Regions from separate parts of the Ovis aries genome. Here region 2 is linked to region 1. The links are chromatin contacts, called in public Hi-C maps. All regions are on one chromosome and are shown on one strand. Each heading gives the region's core, a stretch centred on a gene start, on an enhancer-like site or on the middle of the called end of the contact. The rest is flanking DNA. Distances are from core to core; before and after follow the strand shown. Region 1 holds the start of ZNF333 (zinc finger protein 333). Region 2 holds the start of NDUFB7 (NADH:ubiquinone oxidoreductase subunit B7).

Region 1 (5,257 bases), core at 1,645-4,144:
TCCTCCTCTAAGGGATCTTCCCAACCCAGAGGTTGAACCCATGTGTCTTGCATTGGCAGACAGATTATTTACCACTGAGCCACCTGGGAAAACCCTCCCTTGTTATTAATATTATTTTATTGATAATAATGATGGTTGAATCCTATTTGGACGTTAATACTTAAGATTGTTTATTGGCTGAGCCACCAGAGAAGCCCACTTAGTCTTTACACCCTACTGCCATCTTCTGGGGAAACTAAGGAATAAGAAATTCAAAGCAGCTGGGTTTATGAAGCAGGATTGAGGTATGAAAGTTCTAAATCTTGGGGTATAAGGAACTGAAGAAAATCCTACAGATATATTAACGAGTTCCTTTGGGTTTCCCTGGTAGCGCAGATGGTAAAGAATCCTCCTGCAATGCGGGAGACCTGGGTTCAATCCTTGGATTGGGAACTCCCTTGGAGAAGGAAATGGTTACCAACTCCAGTATTCTGGCCTGGAAAATCCCAAGGATGGAGGAGCCTGGTGGGCCACAGTCCTTGGGGTCGTAAAGAGTCAGACACGACTGAGCGACTTTCACATCATTTAAAATCTGATAATATATTCTTATTGCCCTTGAAAATCCAGGTCTAAGGATACTAATTTTTGTAACAAGTGCATTAAAATGGAATTTAGGAACCTGGTCATCACATTGATTTATCCCTCCACCTATCATCATCCATCCATCCGTCTATCCATGCATCATCCACCCAACTGTAACCCACCCACCTATCTGTCCATGCATCATTTACCCACTCAACCATCCATTCACCCATCATCTTCTCATCCATCCAACAAATGGTTAAGAAATACCTTCTCTGTGCTCAGTGATTTTATGTCAAGGTGATTGATTTTATTCACTCTCAGTTTTATCACATTTCAAGTGAGGTTAATCTTGCCAAATCATTTACTCGTTAGGGGAAAGAAATATGTTTATGGCACTAACAAAATTTGATTTTACTTGTTAAAAAAATATTTTTTTCATGCAAATAATTCTAGGCAATAAAATCAGATGGTACAGATTAAATTTGGGAATAGATAAACACCAGGGGATTAAAATAAAGATGTTGTTGTGTAGTTAACTCATAACACTGACATATTTTGATTAGCTACTGTAACCTATATACCACTTAGACTTTAATGACTTCACCACATTGCACTGTATGGAATTATTTATTCAACGTGCAATAACATGAACAAAGTTTACAAACATGATGTTGAGCCAAATAAATCAAAGAAAAAAGAATTTATACAGTGTGTTTATTTATATAAAATAATAAAATAGACACAACCAACCTATAGTAGTAGAAATCAGGATAGTGATTTTCCTTTGAGGAAGAAGACAGTAAATGAAACAGACATGAGGGAACATTCTGAGTGTGTTCACTTTGTGAAAATTCTTTGAGCTATGTCGATTTCTGTATATTCCTGTATGTTTCTGTAGGTACACTGCAAAGCAATTTTCTACATGTATGTTACAGATCAATAAAAAAGTAAAAAAAAAACAATAAATGATTTTTGCTAGCAAGCCAAAATTGCTTTGGAAGAAATGATACAATTCAAAACAGGTATTAAGTGATTGTAATACATAGTTTGGGTTTTTTTCACAAGTTTTTTTCAGTCTGTTTTTCTTTCGTAATGTGGAGGGAAAAAAAGGCAAATATATGTTTCATTTAGATATCAAATTCTAGTGATGAGACTTAATAAAACTTGCTCAACTAAAAAACAAATACGTGTTTGTGCTTCTGCATCAAAGGAATATTTTCTTCATTGGTTGATAACCTGGGAGGAAATAATGAGACGTGTACACATAGTATAGTATTAATGAGAGTTAAACACAATAGGTGACTTCAAAATGCTTGTTCTGTATATTTTACTTTGAACACGGTGTTAAGTTTCTTATGATTTGTCATACTGGTTAATGTGAAAGCGTGTCATTATAAAGTTCCCTTTCCCTTTGAGACCTATTAAGAAATGTTTTTGATTTTACAGGCTAATGTTGCAACTGACTAGTTTGTAAATATATCATTCCTGTGTATAAAGCATCAAAACATAAAAAAACCCAACCCCAAACAATTGGCTACTATCCAGCGAAAAAGGTCGGCTCTCCCTTCTTACATCCTCTCCCGTTCTAAAAAACTCTATTCTCTTCTAAGAAAGCCAAAAAGAAAACAACAAAACCCCCCAAATCCCCAAACCAAACCAAACACAAAAGAGAAAGGCAGGGCGGGGCAGGCGAGGGGAGGGGGGCGGAAGGAAGGGGGAGAGGAAAGTCAAACACTGAGCATCCCAAAGTGCCAGCGAAGCGCCGCCCCACCCACCAAGCCTAGGTCCCGCCCCAATCCCCACTCCACAGGCTTAAGCTCATCCCAGAATAGTCACTGGAAGGACTGCTGCTGAAACGTCAATACTTTGGCCACCGGATGCGAAGAGCCGACTCATTGGAAAAAGACCCCGATGCTGGAAAAGACTGAGGGCAAAAGAAGAGGAGGGCCGGCAGAGGATGAAATGGTTAGATAGCATCACCGACTGGGACATGGATTTGTGCAAACTCTGGAAAACAGTGAAGGACAGAGAAGCCTGGCGCGCTGCAGTCCATGGGGTCACAGAGTCGGACACGACTTAGCAACTGAACAAACAACAATAACAACTAGCCCGGACCATGTGGCATACGCCCCGCCCCTAACTCCACCCTCTAGGTCCGGTCAGACCCCACCCCAGAGCTTAACCTTGCCCCCAACCGGGGGAAAGAAACTAGAATTTCTCCTCCAAGGTCATAAAGGAGGAGTTAAGCTCCCCGCCACAGTCCGCAGCTCCTTTGGCCCTGAGAGCCAGTGCCTCGGCCACTTCCGCTGCTGGGGGCCCTGACACCGGAAGCGGAAGTGCACTGCGGCCGCGGACGGAGGTGGCTGTGCTGGACCGCGCGGCGCCTTGCGGTGGGAGTGTCTCCGGCCAGTCTGCAGGTGCGGCCCATCCCCTCGGGAATGCTCGGCGGGAGCGGGGAGGGGTCTCAGAGTCTAGAACGGACTAGCTGGCCAAGGGACTTCTTCCCCGCGGTGCGCCTGGGGCTGGGGCGGCTACCGCAGAGCTTGGCTGTGCAGCTGAGCTTCCCCTCTCCCGTCTGTCGCGCTCAGGTACTCCTTGTTTGGGGAGACAGGACTGTCATCCACTTATTGCGCGGGAAATCACGAAGTATAGTCCAGGTCCCGCAGCGAAGGAGTGGTGCACCAGCTGGCTCCAGCATTCACTTGTCCTTCCGGATTTGTAGGCCTACTGTATCTCTTTTATGCAGGAGAATTTTTTAATTAATAAATCACGTTTTGTTGCATATTGCGTTTCAGATTATCCAGCTCTGCCCAAGGAAATTTAGGGCTGAATCTACCTGTGCAAATTCGTTTGAGTGACTTGGCATGTGGATTTGAAAAATGGAATGTACTTCCTATCGAAGGATGAATTAGATGATTTTTTTTTTTTTTTTTGCAACTGATAATTTGCAGTTCTTTAGCTTAGGACCTGTTAGTTTTCTTTTCCCTTTGGTTTTCTTTCTCCTTCCTTCTTTCCTTCAAAAGCGCTTTAAATTTGTGACTTTTACTTTGTATCAGTTTTACTTACTGCAAAGGAAGGGAGTCTTAATAAAAGCTATTTTTCACTTATGTCACAAGTCTTACTAACATCAATGAAAAGTAAGGTTATTTAGTTCTTTTCAAGTTGGCTCCAGCCTGTAAATCAGCAGAAGGCTTCAAAACTTGCGATGCCAGGAAAAAGAACATAAGGTTTGTTAGTACTGTGAACTGAAGTTGAGTTGGCAGTGAATTGAATGTCTTTTTTAAATAATAGGTTAAGACTCACTTCTTTTTTTAAATTAATTTATTTTAAATGGAGGCTAATCACTTTACAATACTGCCCTACATTGACATGAATCAGCCACAGGTGTACACGTGTCCCCTGTCCCCAATCCCACCCCCCCCCACTTCCCTCCCCATCCCATCCCTCTGGGTTGTCCCAGTGCACCAGTTTTGAGTGCCCTGTTTCATGCATTGAACTTGGACTGGTCCTCTGTTTCACATATGGTAATATATATGTTTCAATGCCATTCTCTCAAATCATCCCACCCTCGTCTTCTCCCACAAAGTCCTAAAGTCTGTTCTTTATGTCCATGTCTCTTTTGGTGTCTTACACATAGCATCATCGTTACCATCTTTCTAAATTCCATATATATGTTTTAATATACTGTATTGGTGTTTTTCTTTCTGACTTACTTCACTCTGTATAATAGGCTCCAGTTTCATCCACCTCATTAGAACTGACTCAAATGCATTTTTTTTAATGGATAATCCATTTTGTATATGTACCATAGCTTTCTTATCCATTCATCTGCTGATGGACATCTAGGTTGCTTCCATGTCCTGGCTATTGTAAACAGTGCTGCGATGAACATTGGAGTACACGTGTCTCTTTCAATTCTAGTTTCCTTGGTGTGTATGCCCAGCAGTGGGGTTGCTGAGTTGTATGGCAGTTCTATTTTCAGTTTTTTAGAGAATCCACACTGTTCTCCATAGTGGCTGTACTAGTTTGCATTCCCACCAACAGTGTAACAGAGTTCTGTTTTCTCCACACCCTCTCCAGCATTTATTATTTGTAGACTTTTGGTTGTAGATGGCAGTCTTTCTGACCTGCATGAGATGGTACCTCATTGTGGTTTTGATTTGCATTTAAGACTCACTTCTAATAAGAAATGAGGAAGAAATTAATTCTGGAGGAAAATTAAATGTCAGATTTTGATTTAATGAGTGAGGTATTTCTTTTCAGAGAATTCATGTCCCACTGTGTCTTTTTAGAAAGAATCAGTGTTTCTTAAAGATACCTGAGATTTGGTGGTGTGATTTTATATCAGGCATTTAAAATAATTTTTATTTTTGTGGTGGTGGTAGTGGTGGGTTTGTGTGTGTGTGTATGTAGGCACGTGCCTTTTTAATTTAGCTATACTGATTTATTCTTGAGTTGATATTTTGGGCACATTTTCATTGGAGGGGGGCCGATGAACTGGACCCTGAACAGGGGAAACAATGTGACCCAAATAGATTTAGCACTTGCCCCGTGGAGGTTTTAGTCTAGCTGGGAAGATAGATTTTAAATTAACAATAAGGGTGATGTGTGTGGCGACTTAAAAATATTGCATGATGTGAAAAATTGCACAACTTGAGAGTTGTGCGTTGTTTTATTTGGGGGAAAATTGAGG
Region 2 (5,388 bases), core at 668-3,167, 130 kb before region 1:
AAACTAAGAATCTGACAATGGGGTTTTGCAACACAGCAGAGTGGAGGTGGGGAGGAAGCCTGACCAGAGCCCTGTCAGTGAAGTGGGGGGAGACAGCTGGATGGGGAGGCGGAGCAGGAGAATATTTTAAAAACAGCAGAAATAAGTGTATTTGCATGCTGATGGGAAAACCAATGTCCAATGAGGAGAGACTGCTTGGGACAGTGCTTGGGTGGGTGAGAGGATGGGATGAAGGGCATCAGAGAGTTCAACTGGAGCAGAGGTTTAGCTGAAGCAAGGGCAGGTTGAGTAACGGGAGAGAAGGTGGGGTCCAGCAGGAAGCAGGGATGAAGGGAGCCCGAGAGTTTTGGCTGCATCTGTTTTAAAATCTTTTGGCTATGCCTTGTGGCATGTGGGATCTTAGTTCCCCAACCAGGGACTGAACCTTCGTTCCCTGCATTAGAAGTGCAGAGTCTTAACTGCTGGCATGTCAGAGAAGTCCCTGCATCTGTTTTCTCAAGAAGATGTCAAGTGACAAGCTGAAAGGAGATGCTGGAGTCTGAGAGAGATGGCCTGACACTGTGGTCAAGGGAGGAGCGAGAGAGAGCAAAGGCCAGGGAATGTGACAAGAAAACCAGCAGTATGAGGGGACGAGTCGCGGAGCAATCATGAGACCAGTCAGGGAGAATGAGTGTTTTTCTCCCATGATGTTCAGCTGCACAGGGACAGGAGCCAAGGAGAGCTGGCCTTATCCAGGGCTCTTGTTAAGCCAGAGAGAGGGGGCAGGGTGGGGGTGGCTCTGGGTGTCTGCAAAACACTAAGGGAAAAGAAGGGTGTATGGAGCAGTGGGAAAGACTGACATGGAGGTGGGCGTACTGATGGACTACAGGTTCCGGTGGGCCTGAAGGGACTACCAGGAATCGAGACACTAGAGGAGTGTACCCTTCAACGTTGCCCTAAATCCAAACCTCTCTGCACCACCCCCGTTCCCTTAGGGGTATCTCTGTCTCCCAAGTCATCGCCCACCCGGCAGCTAACAACGTGACCTTTTGACAAAGCAAATCTGGTCGCGTGGCTCCTCAACTTAGAAGCACTAAGGGGAGAGCCCCTCTCCTTAGTCTGGGTGTGGTCAGCTCTTCTGCAACCCCCTCACGTCTCATTTCCAGTTATAACCCCCTGGAAGCCCGCCTTGATACTCCCAGGCAACATCATGAAGCCCCGCCAGGTTCCACGGTCTCCCCTACACGACAGTGAGTTCTCTTTAGTCAGTGCCTGCTGTATCCTCGGTGCCCAAACTGGCTCGGTCCAGGATTGGCGCTCAGTATGTCTGTGATATTAACTCGTTAAAACAGGCAAAGTGCAGGAGAGCTTGTGCGGCGTGAGTCCCCCCCGCCCCCCGCTTGTGTTTTCCCGGGCGTACCTAACAAGAGCAGTGGCATCTACCCAGAGGTACAGTGAGCACATCTCTTCCGTGATAAACTCTGCCATAGCTTCCCACTCAATCCAGGACTAAGCCCAGGTTCCATCGCCTCATTAGCCCCGCATCACTGCTCTCTTGCCCCCTACGCTTTTTGTTCAAATAAAAAGACCCTCTGCCTGCAATGCCTCCACACTCCGGCAAGGTCACGAACGTCCTCTGAATTCCTCCGGGCCGAGGTCAGGGCTGAACCCAGACACAGCGCACGATGCTCGAGCCCAGCAGTGGAGACTCCGAGGTTCAGGGGTTCCCGCACCCGTGCCCCACTCCCGCCGGCCGCTCCTGCGCACTGGGCCTCACCGCGTTCCTTGCGCTCGGGGAAGCCGTAGTCGGGCGGGAAAGTGGGCATCCGCAGGGGTTCGGGCTCCACCGAGGCATCGCCCAGGTATCTCCGGGCCAGGTGAGCCCCCATGGCTGCTGTCACCGCAGGTTCCAGCGGTAGCCGGGGTCACCTAATTCCTACCCGGAAGCATTCCCCCTAGGCCAGCTATGGCTTCCGGGTTGCTTGCACCGCCGCAGGGATCGTAGAGATGAATGACTCCAAAGGAGTTCAGGTAACTCTGGGGCCTCCTAGCGGCCGGGAGGGGACAGCAAGGCGCTCACCCCCTACTCTGGCTACCGCCAGAGGGAGCCTCCCTGCCTCGGAAAATATATCTGGGCTGGGGGAGGGTGGACGACAGGAGCCTGGGGTCTCCTCTCACCCTCCCTGGGCTCCACTGGTCTACTGCAGCTAGAGTACAAAGGAAAAATATATTTTATATCATAATTTTAAAAAGTTCTATTCTAAAACATTCAAAGTTTTCATAAGCGCTTGCACAGTTGCTGATGATATAATTAGTGAATATAAAAGGTTTAAATAAAATTACTTAAATATTTTAATTTAAATAAGCAAATAAAAGTTATTTATCAATACACTATAAACTGAGTTTTTTAAAAAAATACTTTTATTTATTTGGCTGTGCCAGGTCCTAGTTGCAGCATGTGGGATCTAGTTCCCTGACCATGGAACAAACCCAGGGCCCCTGCATTGGGAACACAGAATCTTAGCCACTGGACCATCAGGGAAGTTCCTATTAAACTGAGCTTTTAAATAAATCCTACTAAATACTTTGTAAAAATGAAGCAAGTTGTGATTCTAGTATTCCTCTACTTGCCACTGTAAAGAATTGGTATTGCATTTCACATCTGTTAGGTTAGCGCTTCTATATGTGTGTATATTTAAAAGTATTTTAAATATACACACATATATTTTTTGTATATATATTATATATATATACACACACACATATACGTATTGCTTAATACTTCTTGGCCAAATACTGCCTCCATGTGCAGCTGTAACAAATGCAAATGATGTGTTAATTTGTTACTATCTCTGGACTCTCAGTGCAGGATTGGAACACAAAAGAAAAAATTTTCACTGGATGCTTGTCAGTGTTGGGAAATGATACTTGGCCGTGCAAGATTACATTTCATTTGACAAGGTGCTGTGGGTTGAACTATCTTCCACCCTCTGATCCCCCACCTCCCGCCAAAATATATGTTGAAGTCTTAACCATGGGGGAAGCTGCGGATGTGATCTTACTTGAAAACAGAGTTTTGCAGATGTAATCAAGTTAAGATGTGGTCATGACAGACTCGGGTGGGTCCTAATCTAATGACTGGCGCCCTTCTTATGAAAGGGAAATGTTTTAAACTGCAAGTTTATGTATTTATTTCTGGCTGTGCAGGGTCTTCCTTGCTGCGGGCCTTTTCTCTAGTTGCAGCAGTTGTGGCGCACCGACTTCTCACTGCAGTGGCTTCTCTCGTTTCAGAGCACAGGCTGTAGGGGGCACGGGCTTCAGTAGTTGCAGCTCTAAGCCTCTGGAGCACAGGTTCAGTAGTTGTGGCATGTGGGCTTCATTGTTCCTCAGCATGTGGGATCTTCCTGGACCAGGGATCGAACCCACGTCTCCTGTTTGACAGGGGGATTCTTTCCTACTGAGCCACCAGGGAAGCCCTAAGAGTGAAATGTGGGAGCAGACACACACCCGGGACATCGTGTGATGCTGGAGGCAGAGGCTGGGACACCAAGCATCCCACGCCGCGAAGGCTCGTCCCCCGGGGCCTTGGGAGTGAGCACGGCCCTGCTCACACCTTGTTTTGGACTTTCAGCCTCCAGAACTGTGCGACTATACTTTTTTCTTGTTTTAAGTCACCTGCTTTGTGGTACCTTGTTATGGCAGCCTTAGGACATGGAGACACACAATCATTTGTCTTTTCTCTTACCTAAACTTGATTCGTTGGTTTAGTTGCTAAGTCATGTCTGACTCTTGCAACCCCATGGACTGTAGCCCACCAGGCGCCTCTGGTCCTGGGATTCTCCAGGCAAGAATACTAGAGTGGGTTGCATCTTCCTTTACCAGGGCATCTTCCTGACCCGGGATCAAACCCACTGCTCTTGCATTGCAGGCAGATTCTCTACCAACTGAGCCATCAAGAAACTTAACACCTAAACTTGTCTAATGCCTAAATCCGCCTCACATTCCTAAGCAGCCTGTTTCCAGCATTGGCAGATGTACACCCCCACTCACACCCAAGAGGGCCCTCCTGGGGCCTGAGTGACATTGATACCAAGACACGTCATGTGCTTTTTGTTTGTTTGTTTTGTTTCGTGGCCACACCGAGGCATGCAGGGTCTTAGTTCCTTGACCAGGGATCGAACCTGTGTCCCATGCAGTGGAAGCACAGAGTCTTAACTACTGGACCATCAGGGAATTCCCACAGATGTCATATTTAGAGTTTTGGTTGTTCTATGCAGGTTCCTTTGCAAGGTCTCAGGTGACAGCGGCATCATGCATCCTTCAGTAAATTTACTTTGTGTTTGTAACATGTGTGATTCTCTAATGCAAGCCAGATCCCTCCACTTGGGCCAAGGGGGTTTCCTCTATTTGAGAGAACAGGTGTCCTGGATTGGAATGCTAGTTGTGTGGCCTGGGTGAGTTTATTTAGCCTTTTTGTAAGATGAAGTATCAATTTTTATGTTGCAACATTAAATGTGTTAATTATGTAAAGTACTTACAGCAGCTCTTGGCATGTCCTTTAGTTGCTCAGTTGTGTCCGACTCTTTTGCAACCCCGTGGACTGTAGCCTGCCAGGCTCCTCTGTCCATGGGATTTCCCAGGCAAGAATACTGGAGTGGGTTGCCTTTCCTTCTCCAGGGGATCTTCCCCTCCCAGGGATCAAACCTGCGTCTCCTGCTTTGGCAGGCAGATTCTTTACCGTTGAGCTGTGAGGGAAGCCCAGTTCTTGGCCAAGCATTAGGTAAGTGTTACTTATTACAACTACATCTGTCTTTTATGAACAGCTGCATCAGACCTTGAGGACACAGAGGTGAACAGGAAGATCAGAGTGGGGCTGGATGGCGTCTGTCTCCATGCACACTCAGTCCCATGTGGGGCTTTAAATATGACCTTCAGCAGATTGAATCATGGTCCCTCCAAAGGTATGTCCATACCATAAACTTGGAAACCTGTGAATGTGATCTTATTTGGAAAACATTCTTTTGCAAATGTAATTAAGTGTCTTGAGATGAGATTGTCTTGGATTAATTTAATTTGATTCTTTGGCTCCAGGGACTTCCCTGGTGGTCCAGTGGCTAAGAGTCTGTGCTCCCAATGCAGGGGGCCTGGGTTCCATCTCTGGTCAAGCAACTAGATCCCGCATGCCACAAATGAGGGTTCATATGGCCTCAACTAAGACCAAGTACAACCAGATAAATAAATAAATATGAAAAAAATCTCAGATCACTTTTCCCTTGCTCCCCAAGCCTCAGCTGTTTCTTATAAATATTCTGAACCCCTCACCTTCAGGGAGGTGGGTTTGAGATTTGCTCCCCCTTCTTCTTGCTTGGCTGCCTTGTGAGTAAACCCTTTCTCTGCTATAAATCTTGG

The links. A called contact is a pair of places that touch in the nucleus more often than the background predicts.
Region 2: a Hi-C map of hypothalamus shows a contact between it and region 1, with 8 times the contacts expected there. The contact joins the promoter of NDUFB7 here to the promoter of ZNF333 in region 1. A contact is called at or near these places in 8 of 16 Hi-C or Micro-C datasets (blood, hypothalamus, liver and 3 more).

The regions. Positions count from the first base shown.
Region 1 is chr5:9,411,513-9,416,769 of ARS-UI_Ramb_v3.0, reverse strand. It overlaps ZNF333 (zinc finger protein 333), which reads left to right and starts at 2,894. Exons shown (of 11, transcript XM_060416262.1): 1 at 2,894-2,981.
Region 2 is chr5:9,544,804-9,550,191 of ARS-UI_Ramb_v3.0, reverse strand. NDUFB7 (NADH:ubiquinone oxidoreductase subunit B7) reads right to left here and starts at 1,917. Exons shown (of 3, transcript XM_004008468.6): 1 at 1,757-1,917. The coding sequence starts at 1,868.